Regions from separate parts of the Hordeum vulgare genome. Here region 1 is linked to region 2. Evidence: chromatin contacts called from public Hi-C data. All regions are on one chromosome and are shown on one strand. The core of a region is the stretch at or near the end of the contact, and the rest is flanking DNA. Distances in the headings are between cores, read along the strand shown. Region 1 has its middle 73 kb from the start of LOC123412436. Region 2 has its middle 22 kb from the start of LOC123412436.

Evidence for each region. Hi-C and Micro-C count contacts between places; a contact is called where the count stands out from the background.
Region 1: a Hi-C map of leaf shows a contact between it and region 2, with 2.2 times the contacts expected there. The contact joins two enhancer-like sites. A contact is called at or near these places in 2 of 6 Hi-C or Micro-C datasets (leaf and seedling).

Annotation. Positions count from the first base shown.
Region 1 is chr7H:579,990,225-579,995,321 of MorexV3_pseudomolecules_assembly, forward strand. No RefSeq gene overlaps it. Among protein-coding and RNA genes, the nearest start is that of LOC123412436, 73 kb to the left of the region's middle. Within about 2 kb of position 3,652, at least 1 of the 3 cell types and tissues checked has open chromatin away from gene starts, as enhancers often do. A contact at or near this core is called in leaf, where this site is marked.
Region 2 is chr7H:579,939,424-579,944,495 of MorexV3_pseudomolecules_assembly, forward strand. No RefSeq gene overlaps it. Among protein-coding and RNA genes, the nearest start is that of LOC123412436, 22 kb to the left of the region's middle. Within about 2 kb of position 1,293, at least 3 of the 3 cell types and tissues checked have open chromatin away from gene starts, as enhancers often do. A contact at or near this core is called in leaf, where this site is marked.

The sequences.
Region 1 (5,097 bases), core at 2,402-4,901, 53 kb after region 2:
CGAAGCCATCAGTGTTGTTGATGATATAATTTTCTTCAAGGTTAAAAATGGACTTGCTAACGAATGCGGTGGCAAGAGCTAGAGTTGCCACAGTAGACTCTCACTCCTCCTCATATCCTTCCTCTTCTTCACATTCTTCAGATTTTTCCTCAGAATCCATTTCCTTGCCAATAAGAGCCTGAGCCTTTCTGTAACTGTTCTTCTTATACGATGAGGACTTTGAAGATTTATTCTTTTTCTTCGAGTCATCATAACTGTCATCTTTGTACTTCATATTTTTTATTCTTTTACCTAATGAGGACAATCAACAATGTAGTGGCCGGCTTTTTTGCATTTGTGACAAGTTCTTTTCTTTTAGTCCTCAGATGAAGATTCTTATTTATTCATACCACTTCTTGAAGATTTTCCAAACTGACCTCGTCTAGAGAACTTTTGGAATTTTCTCATTAGCATTGCAAGTTCACGGCCAAATTCTTCAGCGTCACCTAGGCTGCAATCACATTCTTCTTCTTCACATGAGGAAACTTCCTTTGCCTTCAGTGTAGGAGATCTTCCATAGCTAGGCCCATAGAGATCTCTTTTCTCAGATTGTTGGAATTAATGACTATTGAATCTCCCAAGAATATCAACGGGATCTAGTGACTTATAGTCTCCACGCTCTTGAATCATGATAGCAAGTGTATCGAATGAGGAATCAAGAGATCTCTGCAATTTCTTCACCACCTCATGATCGGTCATGTCAGTGGCATCAAGAGCTTGGAGCTCATTGGAGATCTCAGTGTGGTGATCGAAAGTTTGCTCAACATTTTCATTGTTGAGTCTTTTGAAGATATTGAAGAGATTGCAAAGAGCATCCAGCCGAGAGTCATGTTGAGATGAGATTCCTTCGCTGACCTTGGACAAGCCTGTCCTAGATGAGCTTTGAAGACACCAAAGCATTCACTCTGCCATACTGACCTTTTCTTAGATGGCCACATATGATATTCTTCGCTTGAGAGTCAAGTTGCTTGATTCTCTTCACATCCGCAACGTTGATAATTGGGGTGATGGAGGGAACACCATTTTCCACAACATACCGGAGATCGTTATCAATTGCTTCAAGATGTATACACATCTTGTTCTTCGAGTAGGGGTAGTCCGATCCTTCAAAGGTAGGACACCCCGCAGATACCTTGATCATACCTGCAGTCGACATAACTAAAACTCCAGGTGGTTAAACCAAAATCACAGAGAACAAGGGAGTACCTTGCTCTGATACCAATTTAAAGTGTGTTATATCGACTAGAGGGGGTGAATAGGCAATTTTTACAAATTTGTCGTTGAGGAATTGCTCATTGAGGAAATTGCTAAGCAGCAAAACACTAGCAGCGGAATAAGTACTCAACATCATGCAAAACATACGAGGAGCATATTCGTCATGATTAAATGAAACATACACAGATCACAACTAGCGTGTAACCAAGATAAGTAGGTGAAGAACAAGGTGAGTGCAGAATTTGGGATGAGCAAATTGAGAAACTCTTTAGTCAAAGTCTTCAAACAGTAACAGTCAATTTCATCGGCAAGTACTTGAGCTAATAGATGAGTTGAGGAAATAGAACCAGGAGCTCGATGAAGACAATGATTCGATGACCCAATTCTTTGTGATAGTCGTACGTACGGTTTAGAGCGGCTTGGTATTTAAACCAAAGGACACACACAAGGTTGTCAAAATCGCGATTCTGAATCGGATCGGAGCCACAACGACAGGATCGCAAATCGTAGAATCTTCACTATCAGGATCGTAAAAACGTAGATTCTATGAACCAAAATCGTAGAATCAGAGGGGTTTGTTTGGATCGTAAAGTTGTAGAATCGCACAACAGAATCGCGATTCTGACAACCTTGGACACACAGTCCCAGGACAAATGGTCCTTGTCGTATTCTCCTTGAGAAAAGGTCAGACAAACCTCGTCCAACATTCGTGGTAAGTCTTGAGAGCATACTTCCAAAGCCCCACAAACTCGATCACCCGACACTCCACAATTTACTACTGGATGCTCTAGACCATTGACGCCTAATCATCTAGAAGATACACAATCTTCAAAGGTAACAAGCATCAGTTCCACACAGGAACAATCTCTTTAGTGATGCTCAATCACTTTGGGTTTCGGCTTGGTTTGGGTGTTCAGATTTTTCCTCCTAGATGATTTTCTCTCAAAGTCCCCAGAGGATGGGTTGCTCTCAAATGACAAGTGTCAAGTTCTCTCTATGATCAGCCAACCAGCTAGTGGTTGTAGGGGCGGCTATTTATAGCCTGGGAGCAATCCCGATATGATATGACATAAATGCCCCTTAATGATATGACCTTTATGTGGATAAGGTTTTGGGACAGCTGGCGTAAAGCACAACAACGGTTGGAATTTTCGCACTATGAAAATCCTCAGATCTATCATGTTCCTCACTTGTAGGCAATTCACAGTGGCAAAATCCTAACTCCTTAGTCAGAACAATTTCCTCACAGAAGCACGCCGGGGGAGCTGAAACCGGTGGACAGAAAATCTACATCTGACTATGTCGGAGTTGCAACCGGCAGACGGAGGAGCTGCAAACGATAGGGCGACTGGGTTGGTGAACCACGACCGACACGTGAGGTTGCTGTCCGAGCAGCTGTTGAGACGGCGTCGCGAATGCTACAACCACGTACCACAAAAGCTAAAACCGTTCACCAAAAAAGCTATAAACATGTTTGTGAGAGTTGCAAACCAAGTTCGGCGGACTTGTAGCCACGGTCATCCAGCGATTTTTGCTACAACCGGTGTGAAATTTCCTATAACGGGTGTCTCATTTTGCTACATTTGCACAAGCCGATGTTGTAACTTTTCTCCATGCTGGTTTGGAGCAATAACCAGCAAAATTTCTTGTTTTTGTTGCAACGATCACCTGGATTTGCTGGAACGAGTGATCAAAACTGCTACAACCCTCAATGTCAAATGCTATGACCGATGGTAGTTTTTGATGGAACCAGAGAAAGGAGGGGATTCGACGGATGTGCGCCAGAGCTGCGTCCAATACTGTAAAATGCTACATCCGACAACCAAGAAAGTTACAACCGGTTTAAAAAAAGTTTCAATGGGATACGGGATGCTGGAGGTCGCGCCACCGTGCCGCAAAAAGCTGCAACCATCATTGAGAAAAGCTACAAACCGCTTCTAAAAAAGCTTCAAACAGAGAATGACTAGCCAACAATGGCGAGCCGTGATGACAAAGTTGCACGACGGTGATGACGGATGGCGAGTGTGGCGAGTTCTGACGACGGTTGGTGACGATGTTGGAGACCTCGTCCGGTAGTGCTGCAATCGGGGAGGGGGGAGAGACATCGAGATTCAAAAGGCACGCAAAGCTGCATCTGGCAAGCAGTCCTGGTATGCTGCGACGGTGAGCGTCCTCGGGGAGCTGCGACGAGACGACCAAGGCAAGCACACAGGAGGCCGACCTGCAGAGATCTTTTTCCCTTTTTTTGTTCTCGCACGCGTGCGGAGCAGAAAGGCAACTTGGTTGTGACGATCTGGTTTGTTGATACATGTAAAATCTGATGCTTGACAGCCGACCGACCTAAATTTAAGCCGACGCGCTACACAACCCAACCTCTCCTCCACTCACAACGGGGATCCTTTGACAAAATCACACGCGCATGCAAAGGAAGTCAGAGCATCATACATAGAGTGATGGCAATAGCTCTTCGACACGCGACGATGAGGTTGGGCGGCGGCGGCACATGGGCCGAGTTGCTGCCGAGGAGGCTCGTCCACAGCATTGCCGCCGTAGCAAACGGCAAGGCTCGCGCTCTGAACCTGATCAAGCAGAAGAGGGAAGCGTTGTTCGACGTGTGACGGTACGACACGCGCCTCACCAGGGAGGGTTCCAGTAGCTCGCCGTGCAGATCAAGCCCAGACCCAACGACCCGCTCTGGTACGTGCCTCCACCAATCATATGTCGGTCTCCTTCTCTTCGTCCTTACCGAAAAGCAAATGAATTTGCTGATATCAATTTTGTTGCACGCGCTCGATTTACGGGGGGTTTGCGTAGAGAGCTACATGCTCACGAAAAAATGGCTTCGCTCCGACAAAGAGACGGCGGAAGAGAAGATGTCAGATCCGCATGTGTAGAAGAAATGCTCCGAGGATCATATTTTTTGAATTGAGGATCAAATTATTACTACTGAATGTGAAACCAATTATATGTTGTTATGTTTTTTCTAAAGGAAAGTTGTGCTTTTTTGTTGGAGACTAGGAAAGTTATGCATTGTTATGTGGTGTTCGAGACCCGGCGCCCGGGCGCAGGCCAACGGTCGACGACACAATCTCACGCGCGCTTCACTCGCTCACCCGGGCACTCCGGCACAACATTGTGGCAACTAGATCGAGAAGCTCATATACGCCGCACTTTGTGGCAAAAGGATGCCCTTCGCAGAGGGGACGAACCGATTGGGCCAGCCCATAACAGACATTGCTGGCACTGTAGCGCGACAGGAGAAAATAAGGAAAACAGAAGCGCGTTTCACAGAGATTGAACTGCAGACCTTTGAGTAACGGGGTCCTATCGATTGCGATGCGAGCTGATGATTCTAAGTGACCGTTTTGCAGCGCTAATATCTAAGAACTAACAACAGTGCCAGAACTAACACTTTTCGATTTGATTCAAACAAAACTTGGAAATTATAAACATTTTTCTAAAAGGTAAGTAAAGTTTCAAAGTTTGAGCATTTGTCCAACAACGAGAACAAATTTTGAAAATCTAAACAATTTTTTTGAATATGTGAATAATTTTAAAAAGAAGAACCTTTTTTGAAAATTTCTGAATAAAAGGTGAAACCGTGAACATTTTATGAATTTGTGAACACTTTTTGAGAAGACGAACAATTTTGGGAAAACATGAACAATTTTTTTAAAATGGGAACAAATTTGAAATTCCGGTTTTCAAAAATTTGAACATTTTTAAAAATCAGGAATAATATTGAAAAATGGGAACAAATGTGAAATTTCAAACTCTTTGAAAACTAAGAAAAAATTGAAAACACAAACTTGAAAATCACCAATAAATTTTGAAAAATGGAAC
Region 2 (5,072 bases), core at 43-2,542:
TCTTTTGTATTATATTCGTAGCGAAGAATTGATAAAAATTTATGTTGCATTTTATATAAAAATAATATTTAAATCCGATTCAAAATGAATGCTGGTCGGTTAAACGGACGAAAAAATACATGGACATTCGGCCGACCGAAATCTTAAGCTGGACGAACGTCAAGCAGGTGACCAATCTAAACAAACAAAAAGCAAATAAATGTACCTCCGTTTGGGTCCGACGTTTTGGAATTGCTTTGTCCATCTCGTGGAAAATGACGGACTAAGGGTGTGTTTGGTTGGAGGGATAGTCTAGTATCCCCAACCAGGTGGCTGGGGATAGCTTTTTTTTGTTTGGTTGGAAGGATAGAGTTATCATTTTTTTTGTTTGGTTGGGAGGATGGGATCCTGCCGCGCCGGCCTCCTCCTGCGCCGGCCGCCACCCGCGCCGGCCGCCTCCTCCCGCGTTGGCCGCCTCCTCCCGCGTCGGCCGCCTCCCGCGCCGGCCGCCCTCCCGCGCCGGCCGCCTCCCGCGCCCTGCCGTGTCGGCCGTTCCAGAGTGGTTGCCACCGCCCGCCCGTTTTTAACGGTTGGCCACATCTCTTTTTTCGAAGAATATTCCAACATCTGGTTGACTCTATCTCTCCTCGCCCCAGATCCAAACGCATGACAATCACAGAAAAAAGTGGTTATCCTTGTCTCTGGGAGGATATCCCTCCAACCAAACACACCCTAAGAAGACATAGCCGATCGGGACACGAGGGTCACCGACGGCGCGACGTGCTACGCCTCCTGCAGGGATTGTAGATCATGAAAATTAAGCTTCGAACGCGGCAATCCAAACCACCACACGTCGACGTCGTACCCTCGTGTGGCTTCGTGCTCCGACGCGATCGTCGGCCGGTGTGCTGTGGACGCGACCGGCGTTAATCAAGCGGGGACTTTGGGGTCTCGACGGCATAACGTCGGCTTTGCGTCCTGTCACCGTATAGTGCAACTTTTGCTTCGTGGAAAACTACTCCCGTTTGGGTGTCTCGTTGTGGCTTGGACGGGACGGAAAGCTGATTTGATCGGGCCATCCGTAGCCGTCCCTTTCTGTCATCACTTGGGTTGCACAAAACCGAGGGAACCACAAGGATTTGGACGTGACACGCTCCATGTCCACGTCTGACTGCTGACGCATACGTAATTTGAAGCAACACCACACCGTATTTTATACGGCCTTCACGTTTGGGGAAGCGCAGGACCAAAAACGAACCACCTAAATCTGTTTTACAAGCCGGAAACACAAGCTGGTCCTCTTAAAAAAACATCACACTAGCATTAGCTGAGCACGGTTACTTCGAAGGTGAGGCTGGTTCATCGTAAAAGGACGAACCACCCTATTCGGAAGTCAGCAAATATAAGCTGTGCCATGCCAATGCTAGTAGTACCATCTACTTGTATCAGTACTAGTTACTCCCTCCGTTCCTAAATATAAATCTTTTTAGATGTTTCACTAGTGAACTATATACGGATGTATATAGACATATTTTAGAGTGTATATTCATTTATTTTGTTTCGTATGTAGACCCTTAGTGAATTTTTTTAAAGACTTATATTTAGGAACAAAGGGAGTACAAGGATGTGTTTGGTTTGAGAACCAAAAGGCATGGCATGTCATAGTCTCGTTCTGAAGGAATGAGTTGGTTCCATTCTTGTGTTCGGTTGAAGATCAAAAAATGTCACGGGTTCGTTCCATTCTTGTGTTTGGTTGGAGATATGAAATGAGAAGAATATGACTCAACTCATCTTGTGGGTTATTTTTTATTATTAAAATATTATATAAATTCCAGCAACATTTCCATTGTATTTTTGGTTTTAACAATTAGCAGAGGTGTTTTCTTTTTTCTTCTATCAATAAGAGAAGAATAACCAGGTGATTCATTCGATTTGGTGAAATCAATTGATGAAGCATATATAGGAAATATTCCTTTTCTAAGGATCACCCGATTCCGGTTTCATCCTCGACTAAACATTGAAATGATGAACCGCGGACGGAATCAACCCATCCCGTGTCAGTATATCCTCAAAGCAAACACACCCCAAGTCAACACTCAGCGATGAAGCTATGGGGTAATACGATACCATCAGGGTTTGGTGCCTAGCCAAAATGTGCTGAGGAAGCTACGCGTATCAGCGACAGGTGCCATTGAATGCGGTTGGATGCGGAGACATTATCAGGAGGAGCAGCACAAGCTTAGAATTAAAGCCACGGGACGCCGCCTGACACGTCCAGCCCACCGTCCGGCCGCGCCGGCCGTCCGTCCGTCGCTGCGTCGCCATCAAGTGCTTCGCAGATGATCGATGGACGCCGGCATGCATGGACAGATGGGCTGACGCCGCTGCCCGCTGCCCGGGACGAGGCGTACGTGTGGACGTGGGATGTGGCTGGCTGCCCGGCCCCATGATGACGGTACATGTTGATTCCTGAGCCATTTGGCATCAGCGCGAGTGCTGCTCTACTACTGTACTACATGTTGCGTCGGTTTCGTCCTCTGGGCTCGGCTCCGTGTGTGCCGGCATTGCTCCAAACGCTTTTATATATTCTTCCGAACGAAGGAGAAGGAGGCCTTGTGTGGTTTAGGAGTACAATCTCGCATGTGGATAATTAAGAAGGATGATGATTCCCAGGGCCGTCAACGTCTCCAGTGACGGAGACATGATTGAAACGAGCCCCGGGCCAAAACCAGACGCTTGTATTATATCACGAAGAGTACCCCCAAGCCAATTTGACCTCGGTGTCTAACCTTCCTTTCCGTGAACTATGCAACTTCTATCTCCCTCGTTTCTCATTGGGTTTCTTAATTAACAGAGCAACTTTGTTCTTTTTAATTAATAAATGATGTCTGCATATCAAAAAAGAAAATCTAACTCGGTGCACAAACACGTCCAAAAAAGAAAAGAAAAAACAGCTGAACACCAGCCCAAAGACAAAGAAAAATCCAACCTAGCTACCGGCAACTCCAACATTCCATACGCACATACAATGATGTAGCAATTCCTACCAGATTTTTTTTCTCAAAGAGGAGGATTGTATTCGGCCTCTGCATCAAGCGATGCATCCAATCAATTTATTAATACCAAATGAGGTGTACAACAAAGTATGAACTTCAACTCAGGTTCACAATCTCTGTTAGATAACGAATATCAGTGCACATCTAAATTTTCTCCCATAATTTTCAAGGCTTTGAGCGGAAGTATGAAGCCTAACGCTTCCAGCCGGCACACCGGCCGAATTGTGCGGCCTACGCGCCTTGCTGGCAAAGGCATGTAATATTTTGTTGTCCAGATTTGCTGCAATCATGTTTAAATTGCTATAAACGTTTCTTATTTTGCTATAATTTTTTTATTAAAAAAACTGCACCTACGTTTGGTTGCAACTTGTGTTCGTTGGATTTTTTTGCTAGAACTGACGTTTGATTTTTGCTACAACCGTATTAATTTTTACTACAACCGTTATCATTTTTTGCTGCAACCGTTCATTAAAAAAATTACATACACGTTCGTCAGAGTTGCAACCCGAGTTCATCATATTGTTTTTGCTACAACCCATATTTTGTTTTGCTACCATGCATCATCAACGTCGTTTTTTTTGCTACGATCACGTTGATGTTTTTTTGCTACAACCATATTTTCGTTGTAACCGTGGCCGAAATTTGCTGCATCGTGACCGAAATTTGCTGCATCGAAAAAAATGTTGTATGAATAGATCTAACGGTGCGCCCCACAGATATGACAGCCGCATTGCGACCGGCGCGAGCGTTCGCGCCGGCGCGCCGACGCCCAGTACTGCCCAAGTATGAAGCCTACCGATGGCGACGTTTAGAACCGGTACAAACCGAAATAAATGAACATACCCATAGCCTTAGGTGAATTCCGAGCGTCCAAAATTGTAGGCCTTTTGGGGCATTTTTCTTTTTGAACCAGGAAGGCCTAATCGGCCTTTATATTTCATGTGTGAAGAGAGTTACATCGTTTGCTAATACATCGATAAAAAACCCCGGAGGTTCATCAACCCACTTTATAGTTTTAGTGGGTTCCGCATACCTAGCAAGAGTGTCTGCCGCCATATTGGCCTCCCTAGGGCAAAACTGAAACAGGATACAACTAAAGTTATTGGCGAGAAAAGCACATTCTTCGTAAATTGCAGCAGCCGGTCCCAACGAGTTTCCTCCCTCTAGCATGGTGTCCACAACCTCCATACAATCAGATTCCACCACAAGCTTTTGCAGGCCCAATTCATTAGCCAGAAGAAGACCATCGCGCAGACCCCTAGCTTTCGCCGAACCCGCATCATCTGCAAAGGGGATATCACTGCACAATGCCGCCAGGAAGATCCCCTTGTCATCACGTATCACAACCCCGGAGCTCCCTGCACCAGAATCAATGTTGAAGCAAGCATCGACATTAAGCTTATATAGACCAGCTGCTGGTGGTGTCCAACCGTGGCGAATGACCCCCGCCTTCTTCCCCTGGCTCTATAAAAGTTCTTGGCTAGTGCTGTTATTGCATGTGCAGACCTGGCCGGTTCATAGACTTTCTCACCGTTTGTTGCTTGTCGTCTCTCCCACCATATGTACCACACAACAGTTGCGATGATTTCTCCCCTCCCGACATCCGCGATATTCGACCGGATAGAGCTCTTGGATAGCAGCAAGTCTTGTAAAACCGCACTGCCGTCCCTCTCCAAAGTACATACTTCTTGGATTAGGCTAGACAGCCCGAGAATACGCCAGATTTCCACCACCCGCGGGCATTGGAAGAATAGGTGTTTGATACTCTCACAATCTGTTGTGCACAGGGGGCATTGGGAACTAGTCTTGATGTGGCGATTTGCAAGCACACCATAGCACGGGATGGCACCCAGCAAGGACTTCCAGACATGAATCTTCACTTTTGACGGGATCCGAAGCTTCCAAAGAGTTTTCCATATTGGGTTAATACCTGAGGTTTGATGTGTATTCGTTCTCCTCAACTTTCTCCCATGTTGGAATTCCCACTCCTCCTGATAAGCCGATTTTACCAAGAAAGAGCCACCTTTGTCCGGGTAC